Regions from separate parts of the Oryctolagus cuniculus genome. Here region 1 is linked to region 2. The links are chromatin contacts, called in public Hi-C maps. All regions are on one chromosome and are shown on one strand. Each heading gives the region's core, a stretch centred on a gene start, on an enhancer-like site or on the middle of the called end of the contact. The rest is flanking DNA. Distances are from core to core; before and after follow the strand shown. Region 1 holds the start of EDN1 (endothelin 1). Region 2 overlaps LOC138849832 (a long non-coding RNA gene).

Region 1 (4,503 bases), core at 378-2,877, 310 kb after region 2:
GGGGCAGGCACGCGCGGGGGCGGCATAGCACCTGCTGCAGCAGCAGGGGCAGCCAAGGGGCTCTTTACTTTTTTCTTTCCTTGACACCACCTCGCTCTACCCACTGCTGGCTTATCCACCTTCCCACGAATGACAGGGAAGCAGAAGAGACAAACTCCTATAAAAGGGACTTCGCCAGCCCGTCTGCAGCAGCCGTCAAGGCAATGCTGCCAGCTGGGGGCTTGGGTGGGCTTCTGCACTGGCCGCTGACTGAAAACCAGTACATCGCTGCTCTATTCCTGGTACAGGAGCCGCTCCCTCATTGCAGATGAGCCACTTCACACCTTGTGTAAGGGTCTGGGGTCGGTATCCACACCTCTGGAAATTAGGCAGGGGGCAAAGAGCCCTGGGGAAGTGATGGGGAGAGGGAGAAGAAGGGAAGCGAACACAATATCCCCTTCACTGCAGAAGCCAGCGAGCTCCTCCGAGAAGCAGCTGGTGCACCTGGAGAGAGCGCTGCGCCTCTGGAATTCAGAATCCACGGAGCCGCGGCGCCAGGCTTGTGTGGGATCTACCGCCTCCCCCTCGGGGGCGCAGCCCTGCGCATCCCACCAACCATCCAACAGCCATGCCGCTTATCTGCCCGATTCGGTACATTTCAAATGATCAGACACATTCCTGGATTTTCATCCCCTTGACACCCTTTCTCTTTTGTCAGGGTTATGAAAAGTCCCCAAAAAAGTGCGCTGACCCTAAAAAATTAGGGGTAAGGGGGCGGCGGCGGGGAGACGCACCGCGGTACTGCCTAAATCCTTAAGTAACCAAGAATGATCCCTGCTCCCAACCCAGGACAGGTGAACACAACCGAAAATAGAGCTCACACTGTTGGGAGTGCCAAAAATCTGCCAAAAGGAAATCTAAAGTCAATAATGACAAATAATAAAAAAAAAAAAATCTGCTTCACCCCGAAACTCCCCGCGGAGGCGGGGGGAGGGAGTGCTTAATCAACAGACTTTGTTCGGCAAGTAGTATTTTACTGCTCACATATTGCTTGAATGACTTGAATAAAAGTTCTTGGCTGCAAGCTGGAATGTTGAAATATTGCACACTTTCACACAGCTGAAACAGCGCGTGTTTGTTCTAAGTACCTGCACGAACACCTATATGGCAAAATACACCCTCGACTGCGTCCTAGCTTCTCCATACCCGCTCTGCATTATTTAATTTTACAGCCAAGCCAATGCATTATGCAAGAACAACTTAAAAAATCAGAAGTCATTTTCATGCTCCGCTATACTCGGTGGAGGAATTTTCTTACTTTCCCTGGAACACTTGGGCAGCTCCGAGCAGTGCTCGTCAGGCACTTGCTATCTAAGCGTTAGTAATAAAAAGAAAACAGAAGCAAGAAATGCATTCAGTGGAGTAGAGACATTAACCTGCACAGGGGGTTGCAAGTCCGCGTGCGTGCCTACCTGTCTCGGGAGCTCCATGGAAAGCCACCAACAGCAGAGAGACCATCATGGAGAAGTAATCCATTCTGAAAAAGGTCTAAAAAAAAATCTCCGGCAAACTGAACCCAAAAGCAGACGATGAAAAACAGCCTCAGCGCTTCTCGTGGCTCGGATCCTCGGCCCGGGCTCCGGTCCCGGGGAGAAGAGGCCACCGGTGCTCGGAGCGCAGGCGGCGGGCGCGGGGCGCACGCGGCGCGGAAGGCGGCGGCGGAGCAGCGCGGGGACGCAGCGAGGACCCGGGACACTCGCCTCGGCGCAGCTGCAGAGGCGCGTCTGGCTTGGACAGCTCTCGGCCGGCTTTTTATATTGAACCCCTATAGCGTGGGGGTAAACAGCTCCAACTTTATTCCAGCCCCAGACAATGTTATTGTGTTATTAGTCACCGCCAGGCAACGTGCAGCCGGAGATAAGGCCGGGCCCGAGAGGAAATCGCTGCAACTTCAGAGGCGGACGCCCGCCGTCTGACAATTCAGGGGCGGGCTCACAGAAACAAAATACCCATTAGAGACCTTTGGTAAACCTGCCCGTGCGGCGCTGCAGTCTGCTTCCCCTTGTGCGAGCTGCCAGCCCGGGAGTCCAAGAATCAGAAGAGGGACTACAGCAGAAGTCATACCATTGGTATGAAAAGTATGAGCCACGGTTTAAATAGATTGTATTGTTGTGTGCAGGGGGATTTTTTTTCTTCATTGTTGTTCACTTCATTTTCCTTTTATGTCTCGGGCAAACAAGGGGACGCTCTCCTGCTTGCCTCCCCGCCTCCCCCGCCCCGGGGGTCCAACGATCTGGGCCGAGCAAGGTGCATTTCTCTCCCTGCCAGCCCCTACCCCCAAGTCCTTTGGGGATTAAAGTTCTTGCGCGGCGACGGAGAGGAAGATCAGGGAGGGACTGGCAAAGGAGGGGCGTAATAAAAACATCAGAGCTACTCAGACACATGCCCCCTTTTTTGTTTTATTGTCCACCTATTTGAAGACCCCTCCCCCCAAACTCTCTCTTCTGCGCCCCGGACCGGACCCACAGTACCGCTCTTAGAAAAATGGGGCGACAGGGACGCCAGGGGGCGATCAAGAGCCACAGGGGCTGCAGTTGTGTTTTAGGACAAAAAAGTGAAACCCGCGGCTGCGGCCGGCGACGGGGACCGAGGGAGCGCGGGGGGGGCGGGGGGGCGCGGGAAAGGAGCGCGCGCTCCAGCCCCCTCCCCACCCCCCCACTCCCACTCCCCGGCTTCCTCGCCCAGGACCTCGTTCCTGCTTCTCGGTTTCCCCTCGGCTTTCCCATGGGACCACCACCAGGGTGCCCCCACCCCAAGGGGTCCGGTGATCCGCAGGGAAGGTGGCGTTGGGCCGGGGACGGGATCGGATCCTGCCTCTCCTGTTGACATGTTCAAAGCAGCTGCCTGTCTGTCTCACCTTGACAGAGCCCTGGCGGTGCCCACGGGGCAGCCGCCGCGCAGGTAACAGCACGCCTTGCTGAAGAAGGCGAAGCGCCCACGTCGGACGCCGCCCCTTTCAAGGGGCTCCATTTTCCAGGTGAGAAAACGGAGGCACCCAACAGAAGCCAGCGCGCCACCAGGCTTCTCAGAGGGCGCCCCCAGGGAGACCTGCGTGGGTCCAGGCAGTCTTCTTCTCCAGCGCCTCCCCAGCACCCGGGACCCTGCGGGACACACTTCCTCCGTGTCCTCATCTCGTTCCACTCCTTTTCTCCCTGGCGCGGCAGCCCGCGCGGGCCCGTTTCCAGGGGTCTCTCTACCCAGGAGGGTCCCCCGGGGCCACCGCCTCACCACCTAAAAGTCCAGGTTTCCTCCCCGCACCCAGGCCCTCCCTGGAGTCAGACGCAGGCCGCCAAGCCACAGCAGCGGGTTCAGGCTCCTAATGCGCTCTGGTGCTGCCACCCAATCCCCGGGGACCCGGACCTGGGGCGCTCGGCCTCAGCCCAGCCCACTGCCGGCTTCGACTGGACGCAGTACCTGGGGAAGGAGACACGAGGGGACCTGATGTCATGTGCACGAGACCCAGGCCTCCCTCCACTGCCCACCCTGAAGACCCACCTGGCCGGGGGGCTCCTCCCCGGAAACGGCCACCCGCCGTCCCCAGGATCCCGGGGACCCGGGTCCTGCCTAGGCTGCCCTCCTGCTGGGGCGCCCGCCTCGCCCCCACCTGGCCGAGGCCGCCCCTGCAGGTGCCAGCGGCGGCACCGGCGCCCAAGTAGAGAAGAGTGGGAGGAAACCTGCCCGCGCGCTCCCCTCTCGGGCTGTCCGTGTCATCCCCTTGACTCTATTGGATTTGAAATCACAAAATGCGGGCCGCGATCCGCCACCAGCCGGGCCTCCCGCAGCTAGGTGAAATTAGGCAGGACCTCAGATTCGGGAGGGCCACCTGGCTCCCAGGAGAACGTCGCCCGCCTCGCTTGAACCCCCGAGCGCCCTAGACGCGGGCGCGAGTGCTCCTGCGTGCGTGGATTTCATGTCTCTCTGGGCGCGCGCGTTGGGGAGAGGGGCGTCAGTCTTGCTCTCGGGTTTCAGCCTCCTTCTCCTCCTCGGAGAGGAAGAAGAAACCCCGCGCAAGCCCAGGGAAGGCGGCTCCGGCCTCCCAGCCAGCAAGTTCCCCAAGAATCAAGGGACAGGGGGTAGAACCCCAGCAAACCCGTTTTACCAGTTGGGGGATCCCACTCTTCCCTGAGCTTCAGGCCTTGCTGGAGACGGAGGTAGGAGAAGGGGAGGTGAAATGAGCCGGACAGAGGACCAGGTGCTCTGGTTTGATGGCCAAGGAGGTGCCTGCACAGCCCCCAGCCCCAGCCCTCAAAGCGGCAGAGAGGTCACCCCCAGGGGAAGCGGGACTGGAAGGAGTGGAGATGGTGTCTTTCCTGCAGCAGAACGGTTCTCTGTAACTCTTTTGCTTTTATGTTACACTTGCATGCTGGAAACGGGTTGATAAAGCTGCTTTTTATGTATTTCTTCCTGTATCTCTATGTATTAATAGATATCTATAAATAAAGCAGCCTGAGTCCCAAATACAGA
Region 2 (4,789 bases), core at 848-3,347:
GTAGCTCTTTGTGGCAAGGCTGTCAGCTAGCTACCACCAAGGGTCTTCCTAACGTGTAAGTGGAGAAATAAGAGACAGTTAATAAGTAAAATACTTCTTGGTCTCATGTAGTCATCAAATAGAAAAGATCAAAGTAGGGGCTTTCTGTTTGTTTATTATTTATTTTAGTTTTACTAGAGAGGCAGAAAGAGACTAAAATGGATAGAAAGAGAGCATCCATCTATTGGTTCACTGTCCTAGAATTCAAACACCTACCAAAACCAGAGCTGGGCCAGGTTGAAGACAGGAGTCTGGAAATCAATCCAGGTTTCCCACATGGGGGCAGGGACCCAAGCATTTGAGCCATCACCCTGGGTGCACAGTAGTATGCAGCAGGATCCGAGGCTGGCAGGGAAACCCAGCATTCTGATTTGGGATACAGGCAACCCAGTGCTCATCCCCCAAGGCCTAGGTTTGCTATCATGATATTAATATTTTGGAGGAACCCCTCCTCCCTTGTGCACAGACTGTCTGTACCTTGTCAGTGTACTACAAGGCAGAAGAGAATCTGATGAAATGATATAAAGGCAAAAAAATTGTCATTTTTAACAAGTTTAGTGTTTTAGCTTTACAGCTGAACAATTTTTAACATTTTGTCACATTCACTTCATATGTAGACATTATATACATACACATATATACTACTTTTTTCTTGGAAACAGATTATATTTGCATATTTAATATATTACTTTCATATAGGAATATATTTATTTGAAATTAGAATTCCACAAAAAAGGTGATATGTGGTTGTTGAATAAGCAAAATAAATTTAAAATGACTCTTTAAAATGATTTTTGAGTTTTTGTTTTTGCTTTATTGAACATTGATCTTTCAAAAATAGCAGAATCTATATCTCTTTTACTACCTGGCTCTACTCTTGGCCAAACCTCCTAGCTGATGGCAGCAAATCCTACTATAGTCAAAGAATATCCAGGCCTTATTTTGCTTTATTCAAGAGGGGACCTGTTTGTTTTCATTTCAGAAAAGCAAACTTTCCTGCAACTCCATAAAACCTGAAATGGTGTAGTTCTTTGTACCAACATTTATTTTAGTAGACTTTAGAAAATGCGTACTTTTTAAAAGTACATTCACAAAGGCCTGACCATTTTTCATGTTTATATGGTATTTTCTGTCTAGCACAGGATCTGACACATGGGAGGCATCCGATGCATTTTAACTGAATGCTAACCAATGTCTCCCATGGCTTCCTAGTGATGGATGGTAGGCCAAATGAAAACGAGAGTGTGCTAATATTCAGAAGAGATTGTCAAAACTAGCTTGTAGAGGTTGTTTTTGTTACTACAACAGTCAACTCAGCGAAACACTCGTTTCCATTTATCCAACTCCTTGGGTTTTGAGCCTACAAGCAGAACTGTAAAAGATGGCGCAAGTACTGGTCTTTGATCTGGGAGTCTTTTGTTTTCTATTGGCGGAAAAATCAGTACCACTAGAGGTCACTGCAGTTACTAGCAACTGAGTGATTAGACTTGTCTGACAGGACTGGGCAGCTCTTGCAAGCCCTTGCAATTCACCATCAAGGGAAGCGGACGAAAAACTCGCTGTGACACTCTCTCTGTCTCTCTGCCTGTCAACTAAATAGGAATTTTAGACTTAAGAGAAGTTCAGTTTGGTGGAGAAATGAAGGAAGTTCATGCAGCTTTTTCAGAATTCACATTTTCCTTGTGCTTGTGGAAGACCCCTCACAGGTGGAAACATTTTGGCATCCCTCAGACTGTCAGCAGAAGGAACGGGCAGAGCGCACAGGTGTTGATGGAGCTGTGTTTGGGAGGGGCCACAAGATAAGCAGAGCATAGAAAGTGAGGCTTAAAGAAGGGATCCGCTTTGGCACGTGGTCAGAATGGCCAGGCCAGCAGATCCATGAGGCCAGTGCTTCAAAAGAGGGACCAGACCCCCCCCCCCCAACCTTGCCACTACATTACAGAGATAGCACTGCATTTAACCAGCAGCCGTGTCACACCTCCAGAGCCAGAAGAGGCCTTGTCTAGAGCACCTCAAACTTTGGGGTGGGACCCAGAAGCTCTGAGTCACCCTGCTGTCGTTGGCTAAACAAAGCTCTTTTTTCAAGGAAGGATGGTATCTGTGTATTTACATAATACCTGCGCCTGTGGCGTGCCTGACTTAATTGATGAAGACATGAAGGCTGAGGGAATTGAGTCGCCTGCCCCAGGTTACAAAGCAAGTCAGCACAGACAGAGGGCAGAACCCAGAGCCCTTGGGTGACCACCACATTCTTGGTCTACAAGGACTCCTGCAGTATGCTTGCTTGTATTCGGCAGTTTCCACACAGGGCACCCTTCATCAAAAAGTGGAGGAGGAAGCCCACTCACGCCAGCAGGGCACACATCTGAATCCCGTAAGGAAAGCTTCTTCATGAAGCCCCCTCTGCTTCCGCTGTGAACCCCCATCAAAGCCAATGATCACGCCTACCCCTCTTCCAGTCGCCACAGTTGGCACCTGCACTGGCATGTGCCTTTGGAATGGAAAGTCAGGATGGTTTCAAAGTTTCATATACAATAACAGGAAAAAAATTAAACAAAGGAACATTTTAAGCAGCTGTCCCCACCTCTGTGTGGTTCCTTTCCAGTCTCAGGCAAAGCGCTGCATACCTAAAATCCCCTGAGAGTAGACGTCTATAAAACCGACATTTAAGGTTCTCTTTGCCCCATAGCAGAGGAAATACAAATTGTTACAAACTTTCTCCTCCAGCATAGCTTGCTGCTTTTTGGAACATTCTAGAATGGCAAGTATAGTAAGTTGGAAAGGGTGGGGGGCCTGAACTCCAATCACTTATCCCCCACTCTCCAGCATTTGAGCATAAAGTCATCGTTTCTAGAAAGGAGTTAAAATAGCATTTTCATCTCAGGTCCATCTTCACATTTTGATTTCAAGACAGACCAGCAAAAGTAGCAGATTGAAGACTCTAACCTGAAGGGTAGGAAAATACAAAGGAAAGAAAAGAGAAAAGCTGGTAACATAGTGTGTCCTGTATTCCTATGTGACAATCAGCACTGTCTAATTGAGGATTCATTCATTGTTAAGACTCATTAGGCTTATTATAAAAGTTCTGTGGCTCAGCGTCCTGTGGTAGAAAGGCAGTGATCATGGTGGAAAGTTCTCTGGCGAAGGAATCAGAAGGACCAGATCTTAGCGCATGTCAAGTCTCAGGACCTCAGTGTCTCCATTTACAAAACACCAGTGAGAATACTTTACTGTCTCTCATTAATCAAATGCTTTCTCTATCAGAGACCTTGTTAGGATGAGATGAGCCTTTTATAGCAATAATAGCATGTAGATGTAAGAAAAAAAGTGTTTTTATCTAGTATATTTCAATTAAAGTCTTTAAAATTTCTAAATTGAGTATCCCCAGCTTAATATTAGAAAGATACATACAAAGGCAGAGGAAGGGATTGCACTAAATTAACTTCCCCCAAATGGAACGAGTGGCACCAGTGGAGTGTCCATGGCTGTTCATTCTTCACTTACCAGGAATAAGGCCTGCCTGTCAACCCTGACCCTTTCTCTCACCCCCACACTCATTCCAATAGGAAATCCCATGGTCTCTGCAGAGTGTTTCCAGCGTCTGACCACCTCTCAGCACCCCCGTTGCTTCCTCTGTGATCCTAGGCACTAACTGGATGATGGCAGCGGCTTCCTACCTGCTTCCACCTGGGCACCTTCCCACAAATCTATGCTCAAAGCAGCAGCCAGGGGTCAGACGCGGGTTATTCCATGCTCCTCTAACTCCAGACCCTCCGATGGCTCCCACGACGCTCAAGGAAGCAAACCTGTGCAATGGGCATAAGGTTCCATGCCTGGGGCTCCTTGCTAACTCCCTGCCCTTCTTACCACCATCCAGCCACCCTGGACTTCTCACTGTTGGCTAAAAGTACTCCCACCTGAAATCATTCCCACCTGTGTCCCCTCTGGTTGGTCTGCTCCTCGTCCAGTTAGCTTCATGTCCTAAACTCATCTTGTTTGTCTCCTCTTTTGCTTCTTAAATGCCACTCTCAGTGAGACTGGCCCTGAGCATCCTATTTAAAAATGAAACTCACCCGAAGCCCCAGGCTTCCCAACCCCTCTCTGATTGTTTTCCATACCATCTACCATACTTCTGTCGTCAAATACATTATTTATTATTCTTTATTCTTGTCTTTCTCCTCCTCCATTAAGTGTTAACTTTTAAAGGGGAGGAATTTTTGCCTCTTTTGTTTTCTGTGCATTCCCAGAACCTAGAATAGCACTTGGCTCATAGTAGGGGCTCAGTGAGTATTTGCTAAATGAGTAACACAATAGAGACCTAAACACCTCAGCCTTTTACTGTGCAGCTTCTCCTAAGAACCAAGGCAGCTTGCATTCAGCCCATCTGTCATACATAATCCACGGTGCCTTTGTGTGGCAAATATTTTTATCTGTATTTTACTGGAGACAATGAAGTACTCAGTGGCCATCTCCCCATAAGTCGTAGAAGCAGATGCAAAGGAACTGTTATGAGACCTAAATTCCTTCCAAATTTTGGACCACATTTCCTTCACATCCTTCCCACCCTGAGCCTGTCCAGAAGGGCAGGGTGAATTAACAAAGTTGAACTGCTGTCATTTCCTATGGGCCATGCATTTTCACAGGAGGATCTCAACTCCCATTCTATATTATCAAACTGTTACCTAAGATAATAATTTATCCCAGGAACTTAAAATCTTTAATCAATACTGCTATCTGCATAAACAAGCCC

What was found. A called contact is a pair of places that touch in the nucleus more often than the background predicts.
Region 1: a contact with region 2 is called in a Hi-C map of psoas muscle, with 7 times the contacts expected there. The contact joins the promoter of EDN1 here to the enhancer-like site in region 2. A contact is called at or near these places in 5 of 6 Hi-C or Micro-C datasets (ear pinna, embryonic fibroblasts, liver and 2 more).

The regions. Positions count from the first base shown.
Region 1 is chr5:158,323,876-158,328,378 of mOryCun1.1, forward strand. EDN1 (endothelin 1) reads right to left here and starts at 1,628. Exons shown (of 6, transcript NM_001101696.1): 1 at 1,452-1,628. The coding sequence starts at 1,515. It overlaps LOC127493278, which reads left to right and starts at 1,569. Exons shown (of 4, transcript XM_070074943.1): 1 at 1,569-1,879; 2 at 1,964-2,108; 3 at 2,905-3,016; 4 at 3,302-3,966. The coding sequence starts at 1,569. The coding sequence ends at 3,825.
Region 2 is chr5:158,011,759-158,016,547 of mOryCun1.1, forward strand. The region is part of intron 2 of LOC138849832 (a long non-coding RNA gene); the gene reads left to right. Among named protein-coding and RNA genes, the nearest start is that of PHACTR1, 110 kb to the left of the region's middle. Within about 2 kb of position 2,098, at least 1 of the 8 cell types and tissues checked has an H3K27ac peak or open chromatin away from gene starts, as enhancers often do.